Regions from separate parts of the Mus musculus genome. Here all the other regions are linked to region 3. Evidence: chromatin contacts called from public ChIA-PET, Hi-C and HiChIP or PLAC-seq data. All regions are on one chromosome and are shown on one strand. The core of a region is the stretch at or near the end of the contact, and the rest is flanking DNA. Distances in the headings are between cores, read along the strand shown. Region 1 has its middle 4.6 kb from the start of Gm39595. Region 2 overlaps Lactb2 (lactamase, beta 2). Region 3 overlaps Ncoa2 (nuclear receptor coactivator 2). Region 4 has its middle 30 kb from the start of Tram1. Region 5 has its middle 76 kb from the start of Tram1.

What was found. A called contact is a pair of places that touch in the nucleus more often than the background predicts. ChIA-PET counts read pairs in DNA pulled down with a chosen protein or histone mark. HiChIP or PLAC-seq counts read pairs in DNA pulled down with a chosen protein or histone mark.
Region 1: a contact with region 3 is called in a BATF HiChIP or PLAC-seq map of CD8 T cells, with 6 read pairs. The contact joins two enhancer-like sites. A contact is called at or near these places in 4 of 484 Hi-C or Micro-C datasets (the G1E-ER4 cell line, bone marrow-derived macrophages and embryonic stem cells), 13 of 115 datasets of contacts at active chromatin or transcription factors (CD8 T cells, bone marrow-derived macrophages, double positive thymocytes and 6 more) and 3 of 9 other capture datasets (adipose tissue, embryonic stem cells and liver).
Region 2: an RNA polymerase II ChIA-PET map of effector CD8 T cells shows a contact between it and region 3, with 15 read pairs. The contact joins two enhancer-like sites. A contact is called at or near these places in 2 of 15 datasets of contacts at CTCF or cohesin (large pre-B cells and pro-B cells), 15 of 484 Hi-C or Micro-C datasets (the G1E-ER4 cell line, LSK cells, brown adipocytes and 7 more), 6 of 115 datasets of contacts at active chromatin or transcription factors (Th17 cells, effector CD8 T cells, embryonic fibroblasts and 3 more) and 3 of 9 other capture datasets (adipose tissue, embryonic stem cells and pancreatic islet).
Region 4: an RNA polymerase II ChIA-PET map of effector CD8 T cells shows a contact between it and region 3, with 24 read pairs. The contact joins two enhancer-like sites. A contact is called at or near these places in 1 of 15 datasets of contacts at CTCF or cohesin (pro-B cells), 25 of 484 Hi-C or Micro-C datasets (the AML12 cell line, the C10 cell line, the G1E-ER4 cell line and 19 more), 4 of 115 datasets of contacts at active chromatin or transcription factors (effector CD8 T cells, embryonic basal ganglia, large pre-B cells and 1 more) and 3 of 9 other capture datasets (adipose tissue, embryonic stem cells and liver).
Region 5: a Hi-C map of pre-megakaryocyte-erythroid progenitors shows a contact between it and region 3, with 6 times the contacts expected there. The contact joins two enhancer-like sites. A contact is called at or near these places in 1 of 39 promoter capture datasets (embryonic stem cells), 6 of 15 datasets of contacts at CTCF or cohesin (the G1E-ER4 cell line, the NIH/3T3 cell line, large pre-B cells and 2 more), 112 of 484 Hi-C or Micro-C datasets (the AML12 cell line, the AtT-20 cell line, B cells and 62 more), 17 of 115 datasets of contacts at active chromatin or transcription factors (CD4 single positive thymocytes, CD8 T cells, Th17 cells and 11 more) and 4 of 9 other capture datasets (adipose tissue, embryonic stem cells, liver and 1 more).

The regions. Positions count from the first base shown.
Region 1 is chr1:13,425,629-13,428,328 of GRCm38.p6, reverse strand. No RefSeq gene overlaps it. Among named protein-coding and RNA genes, the nearest start is that of Gm39595, 4.6 kb to the right of the region's middle. Within about 2 kb of position 1,303, at least 280 of the 459 cell types and tissues checked have an H3K27ac peak or open chromatin away from gene starts, as enhancers often do. A contact at or near this core is called in CD8 T cells, the G1E-ER4 cell line, effector CD8 T cells and 2 more, where this site is marked.
Region 2 is chr1:13,638,382-13,641,081 of GRCm38.p6, reverse strand. It overlaps Lactb2 (lactamase, beta 2), which reads left to right. Exons shown (of 7, transcript NM_145381.2): 4 at 2,673-2,700. Among named protein-coding and RNA genes, the nearest start is that of Lactb2, 21 kb to the left of the region's middle. Within about 2 kb of position 1,376, at least 74 of the 459 cell types and tissues checked have an H3K27ac peak or open chromatin away from gene starts, as enhancers often do. A contact at or near this core is called in Th17 cells, effector CD8 T cells and memory CD8 T cells, where this site is marked.
Region 3 is chr1:13,153,777-13,156,476 of GRCm38.p6, reverse strand. It overlaps Ncoa2 (nuclear receptor coactivator 2), which reads left to right. Exons shown (of 23, transcript NM_008678.3): 16 at 1-107. Among named protein-coding and RNA genes, the nearest start is that of Prdm14, 28 kb to the right of the region's middle. Within about 2 kb of position 1,431, at least 48 of the 459 cell types and tissues checked have an H3K27ac peak or open chromatin away from gene starts, as enhancers often do. A contact at or near this core is called in CD8 T cells, the CH12 cell line, the G1E-ER4 cell line and 10 more, where this site is marked.
Region 4 is chr1:13,558,079-13,560,778 of GRCm38.p6, reverse strand. No RefSeq gene overlaps it. Among named protein-coding and RNA genes, the nearest start is that of Tram1, 30 kb to the left of the region's middle. Within about 2 kb of position 1,273, at least 59 of the 459 cell types and tissues checked have an H3K27ac peak or open chromatin away from gene starts, as enhancers often do. A contact at or near this core is called in the HPC-7 cell line, Th1 cells, effector CD8 T cells and 2 more, where this site is marked.
Region 5 is chr1:13,512,661-13,515,360 of GRCm38.p6, reverse strand. No RefSeq gene overlaps it. Among named protein-coding and RNA genes, the nearest start is that of Tram1, 76 kb to the left of the region's middle. Within about 2 kb of position 1,395, at least 88 of the 459 cell types and tissues checked have an H3K27ac peak or open chromatin away from gene starts, as enhancers often do. A contact at or near this core is called in CD8 T cells, the CH12 cell line, the G1E-ER4 cell line and 9 more, where this site is marked.

The DNA.
Region 1 (2,700 bases), core at 54-2,553, 270 kb before region 3:
GTTGTCCTGGCCATCTTGACTCAAGCTTTCCTCAGGCCTTCCAAGTCCACGGTCCTTAAACTGAAGTGCAGCCTTCAGAATAAGGAGCAGAAATAGCCACAAGGAGGGTGGAGCCAGCTTGCTCTGAGGGGCTTTTTGTCTGGTGATTCTGTGACTAAAGATAATATTTGTTTATCTTGTAGTTTAACTTGTGTCTTGTAATCCAGCAAGCTAGAGAGAAAAATGTGGAACTACAAGTGAGTTAGTGAGCGATCCGATCCGTCGTACAGGGTATAATTTGCAGGCCTGGGACAGGCTGCAAGAACACAATCAGCAGTTAGGAGAGAATGTGGTTTTTCTGCACTCTCTCCAAGCCGACAGAAGGATAACTTGAAAGTGCTGATTGCAAAGAGCATTTGCTACAGACTCAGCTGCTTCACTCACAGAAACAACTGTATTGGAAACACGGGTTTTTTTTTTTTTTTTTTTTTCCTCAACACTCTAAATTCCTACATAGTTAGATAATACCATAAAACTAAAATCCTTCCAGAGTGCTCCAAAGCCACAGTAAATGGAAGACTTTAAACTTGTCAACCAGACATCAGAACGTGATTAAGGCAGCTCTAATACCATGTCAGCTGTTATACCAGAGTCAGCTGTTATACCAGAGGGATGGGGACGCGTGGAGCATCAAGAAGATGGCTCAGTGGGTAAAGCCTTGCACACTAAAGTCCGTTGACCTCAGTTAGATTCCCCAGAACCCACATAAAAAATCCAGAGGTGGTGGTGCACATCTGTAGTCCTCAAACACCCACAAGGAGGCACGAAGTGAAGACAGAGGAATCACCTAGAAGCTCACAGGTCAGCGAGCTGAGTAAACAGAACCTTAGAAACAAGAGAGACCCTGCTTCAAACAATAGAGGAGGGAACCAAGTCCTCTGGCCTACAGCAGGGCACAGATGCATCAGAGTTACTAAGGTGACATAAAAGTACCAGCGAACACACTAATGATCATAAGTAAAATTAGTTATTCTCTACGACTGGAATGAAAGAGCCACTGTGTTTGCCTGTCATTTCCGCTGTTCAGGAGGCTGAGGCAGCAAGATCACGTGAGCTCAAGGGGTTAAGGCAAGCAGTGGGCATCTCAGCCAGCTCTTGCTCCCTACAGAGAAAAGACAGACAGCCAATGAGATGACTAAGGGGGAAAGGACATTTGCCACCAGCAAGCTTGATGATCTGAGTTCAATCATTGGGGATCCACGCAGTGGAGAGAGCAGACTGCAGCAAGCAATCTGCCTGACCTCCACACCCATGTCTTGGCAGGCGCGAACTTCCCCACCCCCTGTCGTACGCCCCACTCCACCTCACCCCACCCCCGCGCTCGCACAAACATACGCAGGCAATTTCAAAAGAAATACGTAGATAGAAAGAAGAGGAGAGAGAAGGGGGGAAATGGGGGAGGGGGAACTAAAGAGTTCAGGCCCCAGGATTTAGCTCAACCGGTAGAGTACTTGTGTAGCACGCATAAAACCCTGGGTTCAGTCCCCAGCTCTGCATAAAGCAGATGTTGTGATCCCTGCGTGTAATCTCCACTACTAGTGAGACCAGCCTGGGCTACATGAGATCATGCGTCAAAATAACAAGGAAAGAAAGATGGGAGCAAACAAAGCGCAGAGAAATTGCAGGAAGGAGTCAACTCGGCCGGCCGAGTCTGAGTCTGTCCGAGTCCGGCAGAGAGTTCCTCCTCCCTGCCGCTGGCTCCTCCTCGAGCTCTGGCCACAGGCTAGGCTCAATAGTATTGAAGTGGCGCCAACAGCCAGTTAGCAAAGCAGCGGGGCAGCAAATTGATTATACAGTTAGCTGTGGAAAAACCGAATTTCTTTATTAAGGGAAAATGAAATCCGGTTAATTGATGCTGCCACGACCCTACCCCCACCCCACCCCCCACGTGCCAGTTACCCCACTGCCTCTTTTGGCTCTTTCACTTCGCTGTGAGGCTGAAACGCGGCCAAAAAAAAAAAAAAAAAAAAAACCGACAGAAGCTTTACTCATTTAAAAATAAGGCAGGTTTTGAGCCGTCCCCGCCCCGCCCCGCCCCGCCCCCCCCCCCCCCCACTTTGCATGATGATTTTTCCAGCTACAATTACTGTAACTCACTCATTATAGAGGATAGCATGGCAGGCAAACAGGCAAGGGGGGGAAAAGTGTGGTAAGACAGTTGGCAGGATGTGAATTGGGAGCCTTTGCCATCTAATTTTAAGCAGTATTTATAGAGAGCACCCATAATACAGCATTCAATGTCTCACAGAAAATCTCTTAAGTAGTAGAAACATTTACTGAAGTCATTAGTGCAGCTCATGGACACCAATGAGGGAAAAAATTAATAAGGCTGCTAACTCCAAATTGAAAGGACAGGATCTAGGTGGGTACATCTTCATGGTGTGATCTCCAATTATAAAAACCACACGCCGGGGTTACCTCCAGACTCTAAGATGACACTGATGATTCACACAGTCCCAGAAAGCTTGCCAAAGATGAGCATTGTATGTACAGTTTTCCTTTCTAAGTCCTAAAACAGCTCCAGCTTGCGAGCACTTGCCAGACTCCTCCTTTGGGATCACTGGGAATTCCCAAATAGTTATAAGACATAATATAGAAAGAGTATGTATGCCCTTTGTCCAGGCTCCTTGAAAGCAACATCCTGTAGTTATAGCACAAATC
Region 2 (2,700 bases), core at 127-2,626, 480 kb before region 3:
TAGATTTCTTTGCTTTTTCTTATCCACCATCTGCAATGTGAGAGATGTTTCTTTTAATTATCTTAATTACCCTCTCATGTTTCCTGATTTTCTTCTGATGAAAGCTGTAGAGCTATTTGTGAGTCCTGAGAACTGACTGGGAGGACAGAGTTGTTGGCACGAGCCTCATGGTATCATAATCAAGGTGAACTTTACTGGGGACCCATTTTTGACAACTTAGGCTTTTGCTAAGGTTATTTTCTAAGTCATTTTACTAAATACCTTAGAAAAGACTTTTTTTGACATCTTGGTAAGGGTAAAGACCTCAATAACAATACATGAAAAATGACGTCCAAATGGCATTGGCCTGTGTTAGGAATCTCCATTTCTCGGTGTGTTATCTCTGCTCCACCTGAGCCTGTTCCATCAGCAGGCTTAAGGTACTTGTCACACAGCTCAAAGAAGAATACAACTTGTGTATGTGGCAGGTTTCAATTCTGCTTGGGGTTTGTTTGTTTGTCTGTTTGGGATTTGGGGTGTGGAGGATTGAATCCAGGACCGCACGTGTTCAGGTGTTCTGCCTCTGAGCTCCAGCCACGGCCTGAATATTTGTTAAGCACATTTCCAATATTTTTTTAACCACCTTTCCCCTAATGTCCCCTCATCTTCCAGGTTCCTGATACCCCAAATGCTCAGCTTTCAGGGGCCTCTGCTAGGTGATCCCCAGCTTTCTCTGCCCGCTTAGCCCTCAGCTTTCTGGTGACTGCTAATACTGTCAACTGCTCTCATTCAGCTGTGCTCGTCCTGCCCATTCCTTTCATCCCTGTTGGGATTACATCTTTACCAAAAAAAAAAAAAAAACCCAAAGCAAAACAAACACCTTTTCTGGGGGTTTTAGAAGGAAAACATATGTAGATATGCACTCTACTGTCTCTAATCAAGAACCCATATTGAGTCCCTAAGTATTAAATATAAATATGCAGTTATATTTGCCCTATTCCCCTAAATAGGTCATTATTGAGAGTTTTATTTAAAATATTTCAAGAATATACAAATCAGTCTATGTAAATCAGACAGAGAAAGGTAATTAAGTTAGTCTCTTATAAATAAAATTAAGTTTGAGAAGTATTAGTCAGAATTTACTGATGTCTTCTGTGATTCACTCATGGACAGTGGGAAGGTTAGTAGAACCCACCCTGGAGCCGTGTCAGGCTTAGGTGTGCATTACCCACAAGCAGCTGGGTCAGCGCCAAGACAAGGAAAGCTGGGTTGTAAAACCAGATGTCACTAAGAGCTGCGAACTGCAAGCAGACAGTGGAGAATAACAAGGGCCCTGCTCATCAGGAGCCTGAATAGTAAACAGGAAAACAGGGTGCAAGCTGTAAAGTACAAGTGTGACTCACCGTGCACTACGTGGAGAGCAAGTGTGACTCATGGTGCACCACATAGAGAGCAAGTGTGTCTCCCAGTGCACCAGGAAAACAAGAGGAGTGCACCAGCTGAGACATGAAGAGGTGCTTTGCAGAACAAACTAGACTTAGCTCTTCATTTACTATTGGTATAGCTATAAAACTTAATGTGAATATAAATAAAAAGCTCTTAAAGACATATTTCTTGTTACGTAAAGGTACCATAATCTGTTCATAAGTTTAAGGGCTTTTTGATAGCAAGTATTAGTCATAGGCCATCCTGGGTTTCATCATGACATTTACACCGTCTTACATCCTCTATCCTTCCTTTACTGTCCCACTCTGCTGCTCCTTTCCTTCTGCCAGCTAGTCCCCTCCTTCCACATCCTTTCTCCCCATCCCAGCCGCCCCTCCGTCGGGGTGTGTGGGTGTGCGGGCGGGCAGGCAGGTGTTTAGGATTGTTTACAGGAGCATGGGTGGTGGAGTTAGAGTTTGGGCAACTAAATTAGTGGCTGCACTACCAAAGAATAGCATAAATCAAGTTCTTAATGTCCATAATTAGTCTTGGTTAAGGTTTTTATTTGATTCTAAAGGCTTGTTTGTCTTTGCTTCTGAGGCACATAGTTTTAAATATTTATATGGCTTACAAATACTCTTGACATTAATTGGCTCCTTAGTTGATGCTTTTTCATCTGTTTGAGTGTTTTACCTTTACTTTCATGTATGTATGTACTCTTATTTCTCTAAAATTTTTATATAAATACTATTAGAGTAAAATTTTATTTTCGGAACATGTAGCACTGTCCCAGCTATTATGTAGAGAGCTTCGGGATTTACCTATAGAAATTTAATAATGTAGAGAAATGCAATGAAGTAAATGAAAACTTTAAAACACACAGTTTTGTTTTTTAATTGTTACCATACAAAATTGAAAAGTTATGTTCTTATCTAAAAGTACTGTTTCTGAGTAATCTTGATTTTCATCTTTTTTATCCTTTCATGTTTTTCAAATTTGTTGTAATCATCTTACTTATGAAATAAGAAGAAAATATGTTATTGAATGTGTACTTTTGGATAAGAAACATGATCTAAGAATAGGAGATATTTGTGTGGGGTCAGATTTTTACAAGCAACCCCTGGGAAAAAATGAAATCCCCTCCTTGACAGCATGTGTTGCCGTCTTGTCTACAGGTGACAGAATTGGTCACTTCTCAACATTTTGCGCAAGCGTAAGAATTCATGCTTGTTGATTTGTTGTTCTTCCTAACCTGTGTTCTTACCTAGAGTTTTGTACACTCCTGGCCACACTGAT
Region 3 (2,700 bases), core at 182-2,681:
CAAGCGATGAGGGCGCTCTTCTTGACCAGCTGTATCTGGCCTTGCGGAACTTCGATGGCCTTGAGGAGATTGATAGAGCTCTGGGGATACCAGAACTGGTCAGCCAGGTAGGCCAGAGCATCAGAGCGGCCAAGCACTGCGTAGGCCAAAGGTCTCTGTTCCTGCAGGCTTCTCTGGGATGCTTTTTCCCTCCCCACCAGCAGGCCTCCCTACTCCTCCTCTTTACTCTCATACTCTCACATAAACTGTTGCCCAAGAAGCAAACACCTGGGAAGGACCATTGCACAAGACAAGTTAAGCAGAAAGGCAGAAGCAAGCCGAGAGCCTCTTGTCCACGCTTGCTGAAAGGGCAGATTAGGAAAACAAGTTAGAGAAGCCACAGGGTCACTGCTTCCTGGGGGCCTTGGTCCTCGATGCTGGGATGGGAGACCATGTGAGCAGGCCTCAGTCCGGCCATGCCTATTCACTGAGACAGGCAGCCGCTACTTAGAAAGGACTGTTTCACACACAGGTAGCAGAAGCATCTTAAGTGTGACTGCAGCTCACCAAACACTACAACCCTTATGTGGGTGTCGCCCGTAACAATTTTAGGATGCCAACCACCCTAGTGAGCCTAGTTCTCTCTCTGCTCCCTCGTTAGTTTATTTGAAGAAGTAACAGACTTTGTCTTTCTTTGATTTGAGAAAGCCCTGAGGCTGTGATAATAACCCCATGGCCCCTCAGCATCTGAAACAACCTCCTCCTGGTCCTCCTTCCTGTCCAGTGCCAGTCTCCCTGTCACAAGCATCTTCCAAGGCCAGGCTGCCTGGCCCTGCAGCATGTCACTGTGAGGATAGTGATAGTCATCGAAGACTCTGGAACCTTAAAAACAGTCATAATTCCCAGAGTTTAGCAGACACAGGTGGGAGTTCAGACTTGTTGATTCATATTGAAAACAGCAGAATGGAAAGAAATGACTGGAGGTTGCACAGTACACCCTGACTTAAAACCAGAAAGGAAATGGGGTACCTATTTCCTGCATGACTGGTCGGCTTCGCCTTTAGCTTCAGCTAGAGTTCAGCTTTTCTGCGATTATCCTTGAGTTTATGCAGGTGACATTCTTAAATGTCCTTGGAGTTCCTCAGTGACTGGAATACTTTGAGGGACTTTGGAAGCGGGGGTTATGTTTTAAGAGATTAGATTTTTAAGAAATTTAAGAGATCCCAGCCCAACCTAGGCTCAAATTTATGGCAGTTGACCTGTCTTGGCATCTAAAATATTGAAATACTTTTTAAAAATTAAAACCAGTATTACATCATTTTGAATGCTCTCCTCAGGTCAGTCACCGTGTCGTTTAAGCTGAACTACAGACGGCATTCTTAGGGGCAGCGGTGGAAATGTGGTGTGCATGTATACTGTAGATTAGCCAGAGTTGCATACACAGTATAGAAATAAAGTTCTTGTCTCACAAACATCCCCAGAGCCCAGGAAAACCACCAGGCTCAGTGGTACACACGTTACCCCAGCAATGGTGAGTTTGTGACGGTGGAAACAGGAGGATTCCCACAGCACCAGCCAGTCTAGCGTAATCAGTGAGTTCTAAACAGAAGTGAGACCTGTCTCAAACAGAGCAAAAACTAAATAGATCAATATGGAAATAACCTAAGTAGATTTTCTATTAAATATGGGCAGATGTAAAGTTCTGAAATATTTCAACAAGGAGTGGTCTCCCTGCTGGTGGTACTCCATACACACTTTTTTTTTTAATTATCAAGAGGAGAGGGCAGTATACTGACGCTGTCCTGCTGACCACAGACCACAGGCAGCGTTATCATCCTAGGGCGTCTGGAAGGAAGGACTAAGGCTGCCAGAGCAGTAACCTGATGGCGGCTTGAGATGTGACTTCTGCTGCGGCTTGCCCTCTAAAGACCTTCAGATGTCTAGTCGTGGCTTCTAGAAGGACAAGGGTATATTAGATCTTCATATTGACACTAGAGCATCGCCCTGAGAGAGCGCTAGATTCCCTATGCATGGAAACAGGACAGTCAGCCAGAAGTTTCCATGTTCAGCTCAGTAGCAGAAATGACAAGACCCCTTGTCTCAGAAACTGAGTGAAAGGGCCGCATCCCCAGAAACCCTCCAGGCTTCACACACTCGTGTGCGCTTGCTTGGGCTGGCTCCCTCTCTCCTTCCTTTCTTTCTCTCTCTCTCTCTCTCTCTGTGTATGTGTGTATCACTCACATGTGCACACACTTTTTTAAAAACTAAATAGCTAATGCAAGATGCAACTGGAATTTATGCAGCTCTCTCTGTAAAACACATATCAGCTGGGCATGGTATCACATGCCTTCAATCCAGTACTCATTGAGACAGGCAGATCTTTGTGAGTTTGAAGCTAACTCAGTCTACATAGTGGGTTCCAGGACAGCGGGACTACATAATGAGACCATGTCTTGGGGTTTAAAAAAATGCATCTTTCAGACAATTAAATTAACCAAATATATACAAACTAGTCTTGCAGATACTCTGTCAGATGCTGGTCAGGGCACAGGGAGGACCTGCTACATGCCCTTACACCACCTTCCATTCCTTTCCCTCTGTAGGTCTTTGGTAGGAGAAAAGCTGTTGAAAAATCAAATGACAAACACATTGAATATGTCTAGCATGTAGTAGTGAATTATAGCAAAGTGTACGCATGTAAGAAGTTCCACTAACCATAGA
Region 4 (2,700 bases), core at 24-2,523, 400 kb before region 3:
CTCATCCAACATTAAGAATACTGTGTGTTGTTGATTCTAAAACACACTCCCTTTAAGCAATGGCAAGTTTTTTCGTGACAGCTTATAAAGATGTTTGGATGCTTGTCTCCTGAGTTGGGCACCCTCATGGACGTTGGTGTTGCTGGAAACCCACGTGTTCCATGTCCTCCACTGCCAGCTTTGCCCACCTCTGCCCTGTGATGATACAGCAGGTAAGCTTTTACTAGGCAGGGGGGTGGGGGCTCGATCTTGCACTTAAAGGCTTCTTGACCCTGGACACAATAACTTCCTGCTTATTATGAATTACCCAACATTACATTCTGTTATAACAGCACAAAAGCAGCAAATCCTTAAACAGGGTGAAGTGAAACAAAAATTACTAACATTTATTGAGAGGTGCTGAGCCTCCATCTTTCAAGTGCTCAATCATGCCCCTCCCTGACACGTTTCACTGGCACCCTAGAAGTATGTAGGGACCATTTCCAGCCACCTTCTATAAATGTGGAATCTCAGCAGTGCTGGGTGATTTGCAAGGGGTAAAAGCCAGGCTTTTCAAGAAGGGCATATTTGGTAACACTGCTGCCCTCCCCAAGGTTCTACTTCACAAATTATATGCTATAGGGAGGTGGCAGCTCACAGTGGGTGGGGAAGGGGAAGAAGGAAATACTAGAGAAGACTGGTGGGAGGGAGGGGTGCCCTCTAAGAAAGGAGTGAACCAAGAAGCCCAGGGTGAGGGTGCCGGGTAGATGCAGAGGAAGGAAGCATTAGTTAGAACAACCACTTGGAACAGAAAATGTAGTAAACCAAGGGAGGCTGGCAGGGATTGGCAAGACAGAGCTGGTGCCTGGCTTCCTAACTCCACACATTCATAGCCTCCCACCTTTGGTGGTGTCCAGCAGGAAGCTTAGCCGGCAGGCCCAGGCAGTGCTGAGCCTGGTAAAGGAATCTATGCCCACTCCCACTACCCCGTAACATGCCCACCCCTCAGCAAGTCTCTCCTGTGAGGACTCAGGCAGTAAAGAAAGATCTTTGGACTCTCCCAGGCAAGGCCCCAAAGCCTAATTGTAAAGCACCCAGGTATGTTCTCATAAGTGAGTCTGGACACCACAGGACTAGTTCTATGGGCTGGGATCTCTAATTGAATACAAAACAGAAACTGAACAGCGGAATCTTTTTCATGTCTCTGTTTTTTGACTACGGATACAACGGGACCTGCAGCCTCAAGCTCCTATGGCCACACCTTCTCTCCACCACTGTGGGTTACACCCCACAGCTGTGAATCCACTTCCTTCCTAATGTTTCCTTTGACAAGTATTTCACTGAAACAGTGAGACACGTAACTAACTAATATATAATCAAACAATGGATTCTTTTTTTTCCTTTTTTTACACTTTCAAAGCTCATTTTCCTTGCTGAGTACGGTTTTGTTTAAGGCTCTATAAATTTGACTTAAAATTCTAGAAATGAAAGAACATGGGGAAAAATTAATGTTAGTCTAGGTGCCCAGACACCGAGTACACAGGTTTCAATATGCAACTATGCTGAGGTAAAATCTAGGCTACAGGGCCACTTGAGAAAGCCTTGTATAATTAGATTTCTCTAAGTGGAGCTCAGAGATCACAACTGAGAGTCTGTATTCTTTCATAGCCCCCTTTTGAGTCTCCTAACAAAAGAATCCAGCAAAGCTAAATTGGAAAATAGAAGAGTTCTTTCCTATAGCAGTCAAAATGGGCTACAACATGCAAGGAACAAGGACCTCTGCCCCAAGAGACTCTGAAGGAAAAGGAGTTTATGTGACCAGGCCCAAGGAGACAGCCAGAGGAAGGAGCACAGCCTGTGGAAGGAACCAGAGGCCACCACTGTCACAAGAGTCCATTTTATGGAGACTTGAGAAGACCAAAGCAGCTGGGTCCTAGAATCTTACTGGGAGCCACAGAGGAGTAAGAGAGACAGACAGGCTTTTTCTCTTCTGGTCCCAGGTGCTTCGGGAGCTTCAGTTACTGTGCTGACACGGCCAAGTCCAAGAACCACATCACACACAACCAGTCCTGCAAATGGTACAGGAATGGTATCAAGAAACCCCGGTCACCTAAAAATTCCACCAGAGAACTCCTAAACCTGATAAACAGCTTCAGTGAAGTAGCTGGATATAAAATTAACTCAAACAAGTCAATGGCCTTTCTCTACACAAAGGATAAACAGGCTGAGAAAGAAATTAGGGAAACAACACCCTTCACAATAGTCACAAATCATATAAAATACCTTGGCGTGACTCTAACTAAGGAAGTGAAAGATCTGTATGATAAAAACTTCAAGTCTCTGAAGAAAGAAATTAAAGAAGATCTCAGACGATGGAAAGATCTCCCATGCTCATGGATTGGCAGGATCAACATTGTAAAAATGGCTATCTTGCCAAAAGCAATCTACAGATTCAATGCAATCCCCATCAAAATTCCAACTCAATTCTTCAACGAATTAGAAGGAGCAATTTGCAAATTCATCTGGAATAACAAAAAACCTAGGATAGCAAAAACTCTTCTCAAGGATAAAAGAACCTCTGGTGGAATCACCATGCCTGACCTAAAGCTTTACTACAGAGCAATTGTGGTAAAAACTGCATGGTACTGGTATAGAGACAGACAAGTAGACCAATGGAATAGAATTGAAGACCCAGAAATGAACTCACACACCTATGGTCAC
Region 5 (2,700 bases), core at 146-2,645, 360 kb before region 3:
AAATCTCCCCAGCAACCACAGCTGGGGCCAATCTGGAGTTACTGCACCTGCATTAGAATCCTTCCTCATTTCCCACCCATACCCATTTCTTGTGAAATCAATCATTTTACATTGTTTAGATTTGGAAATCCTCTACTCTCCCTTCTCCTTTCCCACCCCCCTGAGGGCCTATAAAAACTGGGACCCCTTTCTCCTCTGGGTCAACTCCTCTACCCCTGTGTGGGATACGAGTCATCCCAGAGCTCTGGCTTTCCCAGAATAAAGCCTCATGTAGTTTGCATCAAGTTTGGTCTCTTGTGAGTTCTTGGGGGGTTCGCTATTATCCTGAGACTTGAGTGAGGGTCTCCCTTCGGAGGTCTTTCATTGGGGGCTCATCCGGGATTGGCGCGACCACCCACGTCTCCGAAGACCCACTTGGAGATGAGATTTTTTTTTTGTCTAAAAATATTTCTGTGAGCTGGCAAGGTTCAGTGCTGAAATTTGCAGCCGCAACATTTTGTGAGAAATGGAGACCAGAGACCAGCGCCTCAGGGTGAGGCACGGAGTGTGAACAGCAGACGTGCTAGAATCACTGGCTGTGCTGCTCTGGGGGTTGCCCCGAGGGAGGGGAAGGACTTCGTCTGGGGCAGGGAGTGAAGAGTCAGTAGTCTTTCTAGATTGGAGGATTTACGCATTTTCCCAACCTTTTGCATTTCTGAGTTGGTTTTGTCTGTCCGTTAGAAGATGGGCATTTGTCAGTGTGTGTTTGTTTTTTGTCTGTTTTCAGGCATTTGTCAGTGTGTGTGTGTTTTTTGTGTCTGTTTCATGTTTTCTGTGATATTGGATGATAGGACAGACTGTAACGACCCACCCTAAGTTTGACTTTAGACCACTGGACTGAAGTTAGATCAAGGGCCCATAATAGATCAGTAGAAATTAAGAACGGATCTTGGCAGACTTTTTGGGCCTCCGAGTGGCATAAAATGGCCACTGGAGGGGACTTTTGATTTGACTCTTATCTTTGAAGTTAAAGCCATTGTTTTTCAGAGCGGACCTGGGTCCTACTCGGATCAACAGCCTTACCTTATCCAGAATTTACTGCCCCCCCTCATGCATCTCGGAGCCCTTCTCCCCCCCGCCCCCTGCTGCTCCTGTGCGCGCAGGTGGGTCAACACAGCACCCTCACTTTCTGCCCTAAGAAGCAGTGAGCACAGCAGCAGCGGCAGTGTGGACCCTGCCTGGACCAGCACGCTTTCTGGCCCAGTGGTGAGAAGGCCGCTCCCCGGGCGAGCAAGTGAGCAGCCCTGAGCCCGAACAAAAGTGAAACCAAAGGTTCTGCCCAAAACCGAGCTTCCCCTTCAACCCACAGCTCCCCTCAAGAGGAGCCTCCTGAGTAGCCACAATCTCCTCCCCCTCCACCCTATCTTCTACTCCCACTGGCAGCCAGGACCCGGAGTCGATGAGCCCAGAGTCCCCCAGCACATGCGCTCTTGACACCACTTCTGCTTTTCCTTTGCAAGCTGTGGGTGACCTGCCTGCGGACATGAAATCTCTGCAGATCTGTATAATTAGAAAGATAACCATGCCTCCTTTCCGAGAATCTGGCCAGCCTGAGGGGGCTGGTAAAGTCTCTTATGTTTTCTCATCAACCAACTTGAGATGATTGTCAGCAGCTCCTCCAGGTTCTGTTTACCGCTGAAGAAAAAGAGCGCATTCTCCTGGAGGCTCAAAAAAATGTTCCCAGAGTGAATCGAGTCCCAACCAACCTACCTAATGAGATTAACACTGGGTTCCCTCTAGACCGGCCAGATTGGAACTACAACATGGCTCAAAGTAAGGAGAGGTTGGCAGTTTACCGCCAGGCTCTAGTCTAAAGGGAGTGACAAGACACCCCACCAATTTGGCTAAGGTAAGAGAGGTGATGCAGGGCCCTACCAAGCCCCTGTCTGTTTTTCTGAAAAGATTGATGAAAGCTTATAGATGCTATACTCTTTTTGACCCAACCTCTGAGGGTCAACAAGCTGCAGTTGCTATGGCTTTTATAGGGCAATCAGCATCAGATATTAAGAGAAAGTTACAAAGACTAGAAGAATTACATGCCATGGCTTTACAAGATTTAGTCAAGGAGGCAGAAAAGGTGTATCACAAGAGAGAGACAGAGGAAGAGAAGAAAGAGAGGGAAAAGCGTGAAGAAGAAGAGAGAGAGAGAATAAGAGGGATAGAAGACAGGAGAGGAATTTAAGCAGGATTTTGGCCGCAGTAGTAGGAGAACATAAAAGAAAGAAGAGGCCAGAGAATAGACAGACAGGGTACCTGGGCAACAGGGAACCTAGACATGGAAAAAGAAAACCTGTTCAGAAGACTTTCGAAAAGGACCAATGTGCCTATTGCAAAGAAAAAGGACTGTGATTCTAATACCAGCACCAGCTACTCCAAGAATCGAGAAAATTCAGGTGAGAAAATTCTTGGGCTCTGCTGGGTTCTGCAGACTTTGGATACCTGGGTTTACAACACTGGCTGCCCCCTTGTACCCCCAGACCAAAGAAAGAAGAGAATTCAGATGAACATCAGAACATCAGAAAGCCTTTGCAAATATTAAGGAGGCCCTGCTGACTGTGCCAGCCTTGGCATCGCCAGATCTAACCAAACCCTTCATCCTCTATGTTGATGAGAGGGCAGGGGTGGCCAGAGTTCTTACTCAGGTTCTAGGGCCATGGAAGA